Regions from separate parts of the Mus musculus genome. Here region 2 is linked to region 1. A link is a contact called in public HiChIP or PLAC-seq data. All regions are on one chromosome and are shown on one strand. The core of a region is the stretch at or near the end of the contact, and the rest is flanking DNA. Distances in the headings are between cores, read along the strand shown.

Region 1 (5,438 bases), core at 1,523-4,022:
AAAGGTGAAAGATTTTTCCAATTTTATCCCATTTTAGTTAGTACACATATTGGAATCCATAGAAGTGAATGACTTATGACTGACCAAGTTCTTTTACCATCTTCCTTCTCCGATGAAACAAAAGATGGATATGAAATTGCTAATGCAAATTGCCTGTCACACAGTGAGAGAATTTCAGATGCTTCCTCGCACCTGAATATAATGTAGTACTGTGTGGTCAGTGATGCCCCCCCTCCCCCCAGTGCCCTCTTATCCCAGCCTGTTTGTGGAGACCTTAGAAACCCTGTTGTTCTGTTGGTGAAGTTCCGATGAACTAAGGGCAATTGGTGACTGTTTTCCAGGCATGTTATATTTGTGCACTTACTTTTGAGGAACATGGCATTTGGGTATGTCTAAACTCCCTTTTTTCCTATGTAAAATCCAGGATGTTTTATGTTAGGAGTTCACTATGTTAATGAGAGCTGAAACAGACATGGACAACTGGCCAATGTCTAACTTCTTGGCTGGTGTGCTGACTGGTTTTATGTGGACTTGATACAAGCTAGAGTCACTGGAGAGGAGGGAGCCTCAGTTGAGAAAATGCCTCAGTAAGAGTGTGCTGTGGACAAGCCTGTGAGGCAATGGTTTTCAACTTTCATAATGCTGAGTCCCTTTAATACAGCTCTGTATGTTATGGTGACCCCAAACCATAAAACCATTTTCATGCTATTTCATAACTGCAATTTTGCACCTGTTATGAATCATAATGTAAATGTCTGTGTTTTGCAATAGTCTTAGGTTGACTCTGAAAGAATAGCTCCATCTCCAAAGGAATTGCAACGTACAGGTTGAGAACTACTGCTGTATGACATTTTTTCTTAATGAGAGATTTATGGGAGGAGGGCCCAGGTCATTTTGGATACTGCTACCATTGAGAAGGTGGTCCTGGGTTGTATAAGAAAGCAGGCTGAGCAAGCCTGTAACCAGCAACCCACCCTAGTCTGCACCAGCTCCTGCCTCCAGGTTCCTAACCCTACTTGAGTTCCTGCTCTCACTGCTTTTAATGATGAAATGTGATATGTAACCATGAGTGAGATAAGCCCTTCCCTCCACAAGATGCCTTGGATGTGAAGTTTCATGGTAACACTGGTAAAGCTAAGACAGTTGGAAAGCTTGTTGCATTGAAACATACCTAGTTTCTCAGCATCAGATTCAAATTCTCTAGGAGGTTTTTGGTACAAATTGGGTTCCTGCCCCTCTTGTCTAAACATTGTGTGCCTTACAGGGTTGTGATGCTGTCCCAGTCCAGGATGTTTTTGTTGTTGTTTTGTTATTGTTGTTGTTCTTTGTATAATAAAGCAGAAGCGGATATCACACATATTACAAAAATGAGGGTAAAATAATTTTCTGTCCCACTGTAAGACAGCCTTCAATGTATACAGAGCAAGGGAATTATATTCAGGCCCTGAGCAAAGGAATTATACTCAGCCTTCCTGGAGAAGGCCTCCAATATCTACAGGGGGTTGGTAAAACTTCTCTTATTCCTCAAGGAGACTCAGGTCTAGCATCAGCAAACCTGGCAAATAAGCAATACTGTTTGTTAGTGGCACGGAATAAATAATTTAGTGATTAATTCCAGAGTAGGTTACTTGGAATAGTGACAGCTTGTGCCCAATTGCCTATTCTCCAAGCTCTTCTCCCTCAACTTTTGTGAGGACAGAATTTAGGTTATAGTTTAGTGAGGGAGGTGTGATCTTTCCATTTTGGGAGCCACATGAATTCTTATGAACAGATAACTTGGCACTCTAAAGTTTAGTCTGGTTATACCCAAGACTTAGCCTATTTATTGCTAAGGCTTTATGCTTGCACGCACATCATACCTAAAAACAAAATATGGAGACATGTATTTTAAAAAGTAAAAACTCTGACTTTACCCAAAGATGTGTCTTAGTTCTTGAAATTCATTTTCTTTGATCTGCAGGTCATCTTCCAGCCTTTCTATTATAATAGCATAAGATTCACTAACTTTCTTCTTCCATTCATCTGGAAAAGAAAAACAAATAGGATTGATTCATAATTGCATTTTGCAAAATGTAGACAGAGATCATAGCATACAAGTAATCAAAACCCTGTTTTTTATTCTCAATTCTACAATACTTAATTTAAATGACTGATTGTGGGTTTAATGCAGATGTTTATGTTTGTAATGCAATCACTTTGGGATTGTAGTAATTAAGAACCCATTTGATATTGTACAATATATTTACATAAAAGAGTATATTTGACTTATCTTATTGATTTTATTGCATTTTAATTGCAGCAATCTCATTGCTAGACAGTATCTTTTGCTTTTAAATACTAGATACTTAAGATATAATTCTAAAATTTCTATACTCAATAGTTCTTCAAACTTTCTATCATATTATACGAAAGGACTAAACCAATATTTTTTAACAAGAAGTTCTCTGTTTTCCTTTAGAACTGTTTCAGGGAAAAGGAGTAAGTTCAAATAAACTCAACACTTAATATTCTCTGCATTCAGATCGGCACACATCTCAGTGATTTGAAACACATCCACTCTTAGGAGTGAGTTGTGTTGCATGTAAGAAAGCGAGAAATGTTAGCAGAACATGGTGGAAATCAGAAGGCTTACCAGAACAAGTCTGTGTCGGTCTGGATTTGTAATTCCCCATTTTAAAGAAGTCTGCTTTCCTCCTGTGCTGCCCTTCACGATATAAGATTCCAAGTTCTAGCGCTGAAACAGACCAGTTGAAAATATGTTGATAGTCTTTCTAAAAATAAGCCAAGTGCTGAATGGAATGTCATGCAAGGACGTCAGAGAGCAAGGCAGAGTGTGCCTTCAAAGGTGAGCTGATCGTGTAGTGGCTGGGTTTGTTTTAAGGGAGCTGTGTGAAAGGTAAACAGCAAGCATTTCAGTTGTGCTATTGGCTTCCATCAGTGGATTGCTTGTTCATCCACACATGCCCTCTGGGTAGGCCAGTTCCTCAATGAGTGAACATGGAAAGTGACTGGTGATTCTGAGCTCCACTGAAAGAGACTCCAGCCAGCCAGCCAGTGTTTGGCATCTTTGGCACCGGTGAAACAGTGGAAGTTGTCCATGTGAAGAAACAGAAATTCCTATCAATCAGCACTGGGTTGAGACCTGCATGTGTATCTGCAGGGACTAGGGTTCACACACACACACACACACACACACACACACACACACACACACACACACACACACCATGACCATTGCAGTTGATTATTCCTACCTAAGTCACAGACAAGAAAAAAGACATAGTGCTTTATAAATACCAATTTATCATAAGAACAACAGTGATCAGAAAAACATTTCAACATTGCTTTCTTACACATTTCTGGGCAATAAGCAGAATTATGAATTTTTTTATGTCAGTTCCAAACAGGGAGTGGAGCCCAAAGTTGATCCTGAACCATTCGACACTGACGTCTAAGACTGCCGTTATTTCTGATGTGCTGTGTCCTGAGTTATTCCACACACCTTCCATTTACTTCACACTGTTGCTTTTTTTCCACGCACATTTGCACTGAAATAAATGAACCCAGTGTGGGATGGAAAAAAAATGGAAATAACATAGGAAACTTATTGGTTATTTTCTATATATTTCTTCTAGGTGATCTTACTGTGTATGAGAGCTGTAAATTCCAATCTTGAAAGTCACACTTAGCTTTAACGTAGGAGGTGTTGGATTCACATTTACTATGATCAAATATTCAAATGGCTCTTCTTAAACAAATGCTTAGATGAGTTAAGGAATCCTCATGCCCTGCCTTAGCAAGCTAAAGGAAAGGTCCCCAGGGAAGGGCTGCCCTACTGATAAAATAAGTCGAACTCAGTACCTGGCTTTGTACTTGTGTCTACTCTTGGTGGTTTGGACTCTCTTCTTGTCATTAAGGCCTGTCAGGGATATGTAGAGTTTATATAGTGCAGGGTCCTCTGGTCACTTTGATCTGTAGTTCTTCAGTTTTCTCCTTTGAAAGCTAGACACTGTTGATTTTGCCAGCTAGTTCCCAGTACTGTGTGACCCCCATGCAGCTTGTTCTAAGCATGGTGAAACCCCAATTCTCTCTGTTTTGAGAGCCTAGCTTCCCTCAGACAAGCTGTTCTCTGATTCACCAGCCCAGGAAACTGACTTCATTAGTATTTCTCAGTCTTAAACCACATACTTCCTCAGGAATGATCCTCCAGGGAGCTATAACATGCATGCATGTGATTTGTATTACAATTTGGGAGTTAGTACATTAGTGTACAGGAAATGATAATGTTAGTAGTTATCAGAAATAGTGGCTCTTTTCTTAGATACTTGTTTTATTATTTTATTAACTCTTAGTAATACATATTTATTGCACAAAAGGACAGGGCTCAGTATAATGTCAATAAATATAGACGTGTAAGCATCTGTTTCATAAGAATTTGAGTTTTCAGGTAAATATGTCTTACATTTTAGTCACTTCCCCCATTACTCTATTTCTCAAAATGAATTAAGTTTTTAATATGATTTTCTCCAGGTAAATCTACTTTTCTGCAAAAGACACAACTTTGTTATTTATCCTTGGGAAAACTCCACCATTCACACATAAGGCACTTTTCTCTATTCATGCACCTGCCCGGGCAGAGTTAGGCAGGTCCTGTAGCTTGGCCCTTATGCATAGTGTCACCATAAAAATGGGTGTGCAGATCCTCTGTCATTGACTGCGTTGAGTCTTTGAGATAAATATCCAGTAGTAATAGGTGAAAGAGGTCCTCACCCACATCAGCGAAGTATTACCTTTTCCTTGAAATCAGCCTTTGTTGGTATCATCTTGATGCTCGCCATTCTGGCTCGTGTGAAATGGAATCTGGGTGTTAGTCTTGTTTGCATTCTGATTGCTAAGGATGTTGGACAGTCTCCATATTATTTATTGTCTAGCTCTTTTGAGAACTATTGGTTCAAAATTTCTTTGCCCATTTTATTGACTGAATTATTTGTGTTTAGGGGCCAATATTTTGAATTCTTTATACACTTGAATAGCAAACTGTCAGATGAATAGCTGGTAAACATTTTCTCCTACTCTGTAGGCTATCCTTTTATTCTGTTAAATGTATTTTGGCATAACATTTGCAAATTAGTGCAATCCTGTATGCTGTGGTTTGCTGAAGTATTGGAGTATGACTCAGAAGGTCTTTGTCTAGACAGTGTACTGAAGAATGGGTCCTATGTGTCCTCTAGCACAATGAATGCTTTTCAGATTCTTGATCTATTTCAAATTGGTTTCTTAAGGCAGAAGGAAGGAAGGAGTTTATTTTAACTCTCCTGCATATCCATATCCAGTGTCCTCGGAAGCAGATGCAAGAGCTATGCACAGTGGCATCCCTGGGAAGCAGAGAAATGGGCTATATGGTCTAGACTTAGGTATCATCCCACTTGTATTTCATG
Region 2 (5,356 bases), core at 2,254-4,753, 38 kb after region 1:
CATAGAAGTTGATGATGTAATAATCTATGTTAAAAATAAATTTTGTGAAAATCCTACCATTTACAAACTGCACATAACAAAAGAAAAAAATGAGTATTTATTTCTCAAGTAAAATACCATCAATGAATTTTAAGGCAAAATAAAATTTGAGAGATCATTTGCAAGGGGGACAAAGTCTCTACGGTGTCAAAGGTAGAAAGCTCAAGGGCAAATGTGAATAAGTCAACAATAAGTTACCAGAGTGGATTAGCAGGACCTTCAGAGAATTCCATTTGTCTCCACAGAGGCTTTCCAAACACTCAAGGGAACAAAGTGTTGATCCTCCATTTCCTTAAAAACAATTCAGAAGCATATTGTTTCAGATAAAACTAGGAATATTTTTATATAAGCAATGTTACAATTTTGAAGACGTGAATTTTGTCAATAGGAGGCAGACAGATTGATGTTATTGTCAGAAGAAGTGATCAGGTACAGTAAGTAAGCAAACAAACAGCTAATCAGGGAACACAGAGAGTAAAGCTCACAATGTCTCAGTGTCATGATAGAAGTGATAAGGTACAGGACCTGAGACTGTAAATTGATATACACTTGCCAACATACAACATACAATGGCTTCTTCCACATGACACAACCTAACACACTAGTTGGAGGTTTTTGTTTTTTTTCTTAATGTAGGAACCTGGTTGTATAAAATATTTTAAATACCACTTACATCCTGTATACTTAATTCTCCTCTATAGAAGAGACATCATACAGGTGCTAACCTTCTAAACCAGGAGTGGGAAGTGAGAGGAACGCCAGTGCCATGCACGTGCATCTTGTTCCGCACGACGAGGCTTTAGCTTTACTCAGCACATGAGCCACAAGCTTAGTGATACATTCTTATAAAATCATACTATTTACAGTCTAAACACTGCAAGTAAATAAGTAAATGAGAGATGAATGTTGGCCTTCTTTTAATGAATAACAATACAAAAGTAGAAGAAATCCTTTGCACTTCTCTCCTTAAGGAATCAAAGGTGACACGTAATTGATATATCTGCAATGATGACAAAGTTGAATTCTCCAGGGTTTAAGTAAATATTCTACGATACTTCAAGTAACTGGTCCTTGTTTGTCTGTTTCCCGTAACTTGGTCCTAAGAGGCCAAGTATATATATACATCAGCTTCCTGATTTGTTTTCTTCACCAAACTACTTCATGAAATGACTCAGTTGCTCAGTTGGAAAAGATCTTAAGAGAACTTCCAGCAAATTCCAGTGTAAATTGTACTGAGGCAAAAAAAAAAAAAAAAAAAATCTTTAAAATAAGGTCTGGACTAGTTTCTCTGTAAGTCACAGGGGCTCAGAATCTCTTTTTGGACTTTTATCATTTTAAAAGCTAAGTTTCAGATCTTAAAGTTTTTAAAGGCCATGTGTACAGATAAACAGTTTATAAACTATAAACAAAGAAAAATTATTTTTCAATTATTATTTTTGTCCAGAGTCCTTTATAAGCACCCCCATGAAATGTGTACCAATTTTGGTCCCAGCAGGATCTGGAAAAACATGGTATTGAACTCCAAGAGGCAATTCCCTTTTCTTCAGCTTCTCGGACAACTGTTGCTTGTAAGCGAGCTCCTGCTTTTCATCAGCTGCTGTTATTGCAACCACATCCCAGAATTCTCCAGCTGCCACGGGTTTGCCTATTGGAAAAATAGCAAGGAACCTTCTTTTAATGCTATCAGTCATCTCACTTACAAGTTTGCCTATTTCAAAACAGGGGCTAACAAAGGATAATCATTACCATCTTCCATACTAAGAAGGGGATACAACCAGCCAATCAACCAACCAACCAACCAACAAACCAATCAACAAAACAAACAAGCAAACATTACCCTCTAAAAGCAAGTTTTGCGAACCAGGGCCCTTAATGTTGCTGGCTGAGAAATTTCAACTCAAGGATCCACTCCTTCCAGGTTTTTGTTTAGGAATGTGGTCTTTTGTTATTGTTGCTTATCATTTTTTTCTTTCCTTTTCTTTTGTGGTACTGGGAAATAACCACAGAGTCCTATGCTTGCCAGCTCTATCACTGAGCTATGTTCATAATCCTTCATTTATCTATTTAATTAATTTAGTATCTTACGTTTGACAGGGTTGAGACAGGCTAGTTCAAAGGTAGTAAGCTATTGCAAGTGATTGTTCACATTCAGTTACAGATTGAAGTTCTATTCTATACTTCCCCCCTTCTCACTAATGCACTTGACTAGAGATAGAGGAAGGCAAAGCCTACCTAACCCAGAACTCCTCTAATGTGCTTGAAATTGGTCCTGCGAGTTCACTTCAGGGTCTCTCTATCTTGGCAATGGGAGACCCAGAAGGCTGGACTTCTGCAGAATAAATACTCTTTGTGTTTACATACTGTTGGAATCTGGGGCATCATTCTTTGGTGACTCATTCTTCAGTGAATCATGGACTCTTCCACTACTTGACAGATTGGCTCTGAACTCATATTTATTTTCTATCTATCTACCACACGACCGATCGATCTACCTATTATCTATCTGTCTATCAATTATCATCGTCTATTTGTCTGTGCAATCCAGGTAGGTCTTGAACCTCGTTCCTACTGCCTTAGCGTCTCAAGTAGATGACAGTACAGACTTGCGACACCAGTCCTAGCTTCTAATATTTTTATTAACGATGATCAAACTACACTTTATATAAGCAATCAGAATACAACACAAACCCCAGGACTAAACTTCTCAATGAACTCATTAAATGACAAATTGCACTTTCAAGAATCAGTGGAACCCTCTAATCAGCAAAAATATTAATAAGGTTTTTAACAAGTTGAGAGAGAATGAGAGGGAGGGGAAAGATAAAGAGGGAGGGAGGGACTGAGATAAGAAGGAGGAATAGGTAGGAAAGGAGGGGGAAGGGGAGGGAGAAGGAGAGGAGAGAGACAGACATGTTAGCTTGGATTTAATAGTTCCAATCATTCTGGTATCCAAATATAAGACCGTACATTTTAGGCACTCATAAATATCAATTTTACCAGACAGCTGTACCCCAAACTTACATTATCAAATTTAAAGCCATGATTGCCTCCGTATTGGGGTTTACATTGGAATAAAGTGGAGTTAAGCAGCGGGGCTTGGGAAAAGAAAAGAAACAAGGTAACGACTACTGCAGACTCTAAGCAAAAGGTCTTCTACCACTGAGTTAAGCCAGTGTTACTTCCCGTTGGTAATTCTCTTACTGCTCCTTCCTGACATCTAAGTTTAGGCTCGCACAGAGAGGAGGAAAAGGGAAAAAGGGAAAAGTCTGGCTGGCCTGGCCAGGACGGAGCGGACAGGAAGGGGTATCGGACAGGAAGCTGCGCGGGGTCCTTGGGAAGGCGCTCTCCGTGCAGGGGGGCAGAGAACTCAGTTCCGCCTTGGTACCTCTCAGCTCAGAAAATCTGCGCAGTTTCCGCAGGGTGGCTTCGCGGAGAGACGCCATGGCCGACTTCCGGGAGCACACTTAGCACGCACGCGCACTCCAAACCCCGCCCCGCCCCGCCCCGCCCCGCCTCCTCCATGCTCTCCACGTCACCGCGGCCCTGGAAGCGCCCTGAGACTTGAAAAGCTAGGATGGCGTGAGCGTGCGCAAGCGGCGTTTCCTGGGCAACGATCTGTGGGGCAGATGGGCGGGCACCTAGCGGGGTCGGGTTGTGCGGAGCTCTGGGTTCCTGCCTTACCGTGTCTGACAACCCGCGGTGCGACCGAGAAGACCAACCCACCCACCATTAGTGGATCCACCACCCAGATGCTGAGGTGACCTGCCCGCACGGAGCTCCTATTCCTGTCAGAAGCCTCCCAGGGAGGCCAGGCCCCTGAACCAGAGAGAGGCTCGGCTCTGTGGGATGCTTTCTGGTGGGCCAGACTACTCTGCACCCTTCAGTTGTCCAACTTCCCAGGCCCAGTACTGAACTAGCGCCTTTAGCCAGCACTGCACACTCTGTTGTGTTCACTTGCTTCAAGGAGATTCAACCAAAGGTGCCAGATATTGGAAAGAACCAGTCTTACTTAATACACTTTCATAGAGTGGTTATATGTGTTTCTCTTGTAGAGTGCATAAGTTTATATCGAGTACTACAGGTTGATCTCTTTAATCTTTCACATAGTACATAGAGAGGAACGCTATTTGAGGAAGCCATTTCAGTCTGAAACCCAGAAATCTTACCACTACAATTTGACTTGAGAAGCTTCTCTTCTTTAAAATCTAACTCAGAATTCTGCATAGCAGCTCCCTATGAACTTTTAAGTTTCTGAGTAAGCTTAGTTTTTCACTTAAAGCCTTGACCTCAGCATTTAATTCTGTATTTAAAGTGGACACATTTGTGGGGAGGAGATAACTGTTTCACAATACACTCCGGCTGAAGGAAATTAAGAAAATACAGAAAGGCCCGATAGATAATAACAGCAATAGCAGTCAGAGCTTGTAATTTATAGTCTTGAGTGAACTGGAGTCATCCCAGGTTTTTGGTGACCTGCCTTATGTTTAAAGGGCACAGACACACTGAAGTATGTTGGTGGGTATGGCAAGAATATAAGCAGAGCTTTATTTGGAGTCTACTAAAGTAACACAAACAGGAAAGATTTGGTGGAAATTTAAAAGATAATAATGGGAGATGGAGAGAAATTGCTTAGATTATAGAAACACTTAACCAACAACACCTGTCCAATAAATAAGTGTGGATTGTGAGAGAAATTACTAAAAGATGCTGAAAGTGGATGACATGACATTTAAATGAGCTGAGGAAAGGTATGTATGGGGAAGCATAGTGAAGTCATAAGAGAAGACCTGTAATAATATTGGATATGTAGAATAAACTAGTGCAAATATAGTAGAAATTGTTGTGTGTCTGTGCATCATGTATGTGGTTCTGGAGATCAAGACAGGGCTGGCTAGACAATTTTGTGAGTTGTCAGAATGGAGAGGGAATTTATTTTCAACTACAGGAGGAGGTTGAGGTCCAAAGGGAATAATACAGGTCAAAAAGGCCTACATATTTGAGTACCTACCAAACATTCTTATAAGTGGAAAACAAATTAACCAAATTTAAATTTCTCATATAGTACTTCACACCCACCTTTCCATTCCATGCTGAAATGTGCTGTCTTGAGCTAGTGCAGGCCTTGGGTGCTGTTACAGCTGCTGTGAGTTCATGAGTGCAGCTGCCTGCTATGTCCAGAAAACAGTGTCCACCTCCTCCGGCACTTACCCTCTTTCTCCCTCCCTTTGACAGTGATCCCTACACTGTGTGTGTGTGTGTGTGTGTGTGTGTGTGTGTGTGTGTGTGTACCTTTCAGAAATTGAGCACTGCTTAGTTG

The links. HiChIP or PLAC-seq counts read pairs in DNA pulled down with a chosen protein or histone mark.
Region 2: an H3K27ac HiChIP or PLAC-seq map of embryonic fibroblasts shows a contact between it and region 1, with 38 read pairs. The contact joins the promoter of Fpgt here to the promoter of Tnni3k in region 1. A contact is called at or near these places in 3 of 39 promoter capture datasets (the 3T3-L1 cell line, cranial neural crest and macrophages), 1 of 15 datasets of contacts at CTCF or cohesin (the NIH/3T3 cell line), 3 of 484 Hi-C or Micro-C datasets (cardiomyocytes, embryonic fibroblasts and embryonic stem cells), 4 of 115 datasets of contacts at active chromatin or transcription factors (bone marrow-derived macrophages, embryonic fibroblasts, embryonic stem cells and 1 more) and 2 of 9 other capture datasets (adipose tissue and pancreatic islet).

The regions. Positions count from the first base shown.
Region 1 is chr3:155,052,635-155,058,072 of GRCm38.p6, forward strand. Tnni3k (TNNI3 interacting kinase) reads right to left here and starts at 2,773. Exons shown (of 25, transcript NM_177066.5): 1 at 2,633-2,773; 2 at 1,914-2,022. The coding sequence starts at 2,672.
Region 2 is chr3:155,089,875-155,095,230 of GRCm38.p6, forward strand. Fpgt (fucose-1-phosphate guanylyltransferase) reads right to left here and starts at 3,504. Exons shown (of 4, transcript NM_029330.2): 1 at 3,425-3,504; 2 at 1,517-1,684; 3 at 238-330. The coding sequence starts at 3,482. Lrriq3 (leucine-rich repeats and IQ motif containing 3) reads left to right here and starts at 3,560. Exons shown (of 8, transcript NM_028938.2): 1 at 3,560-3,796.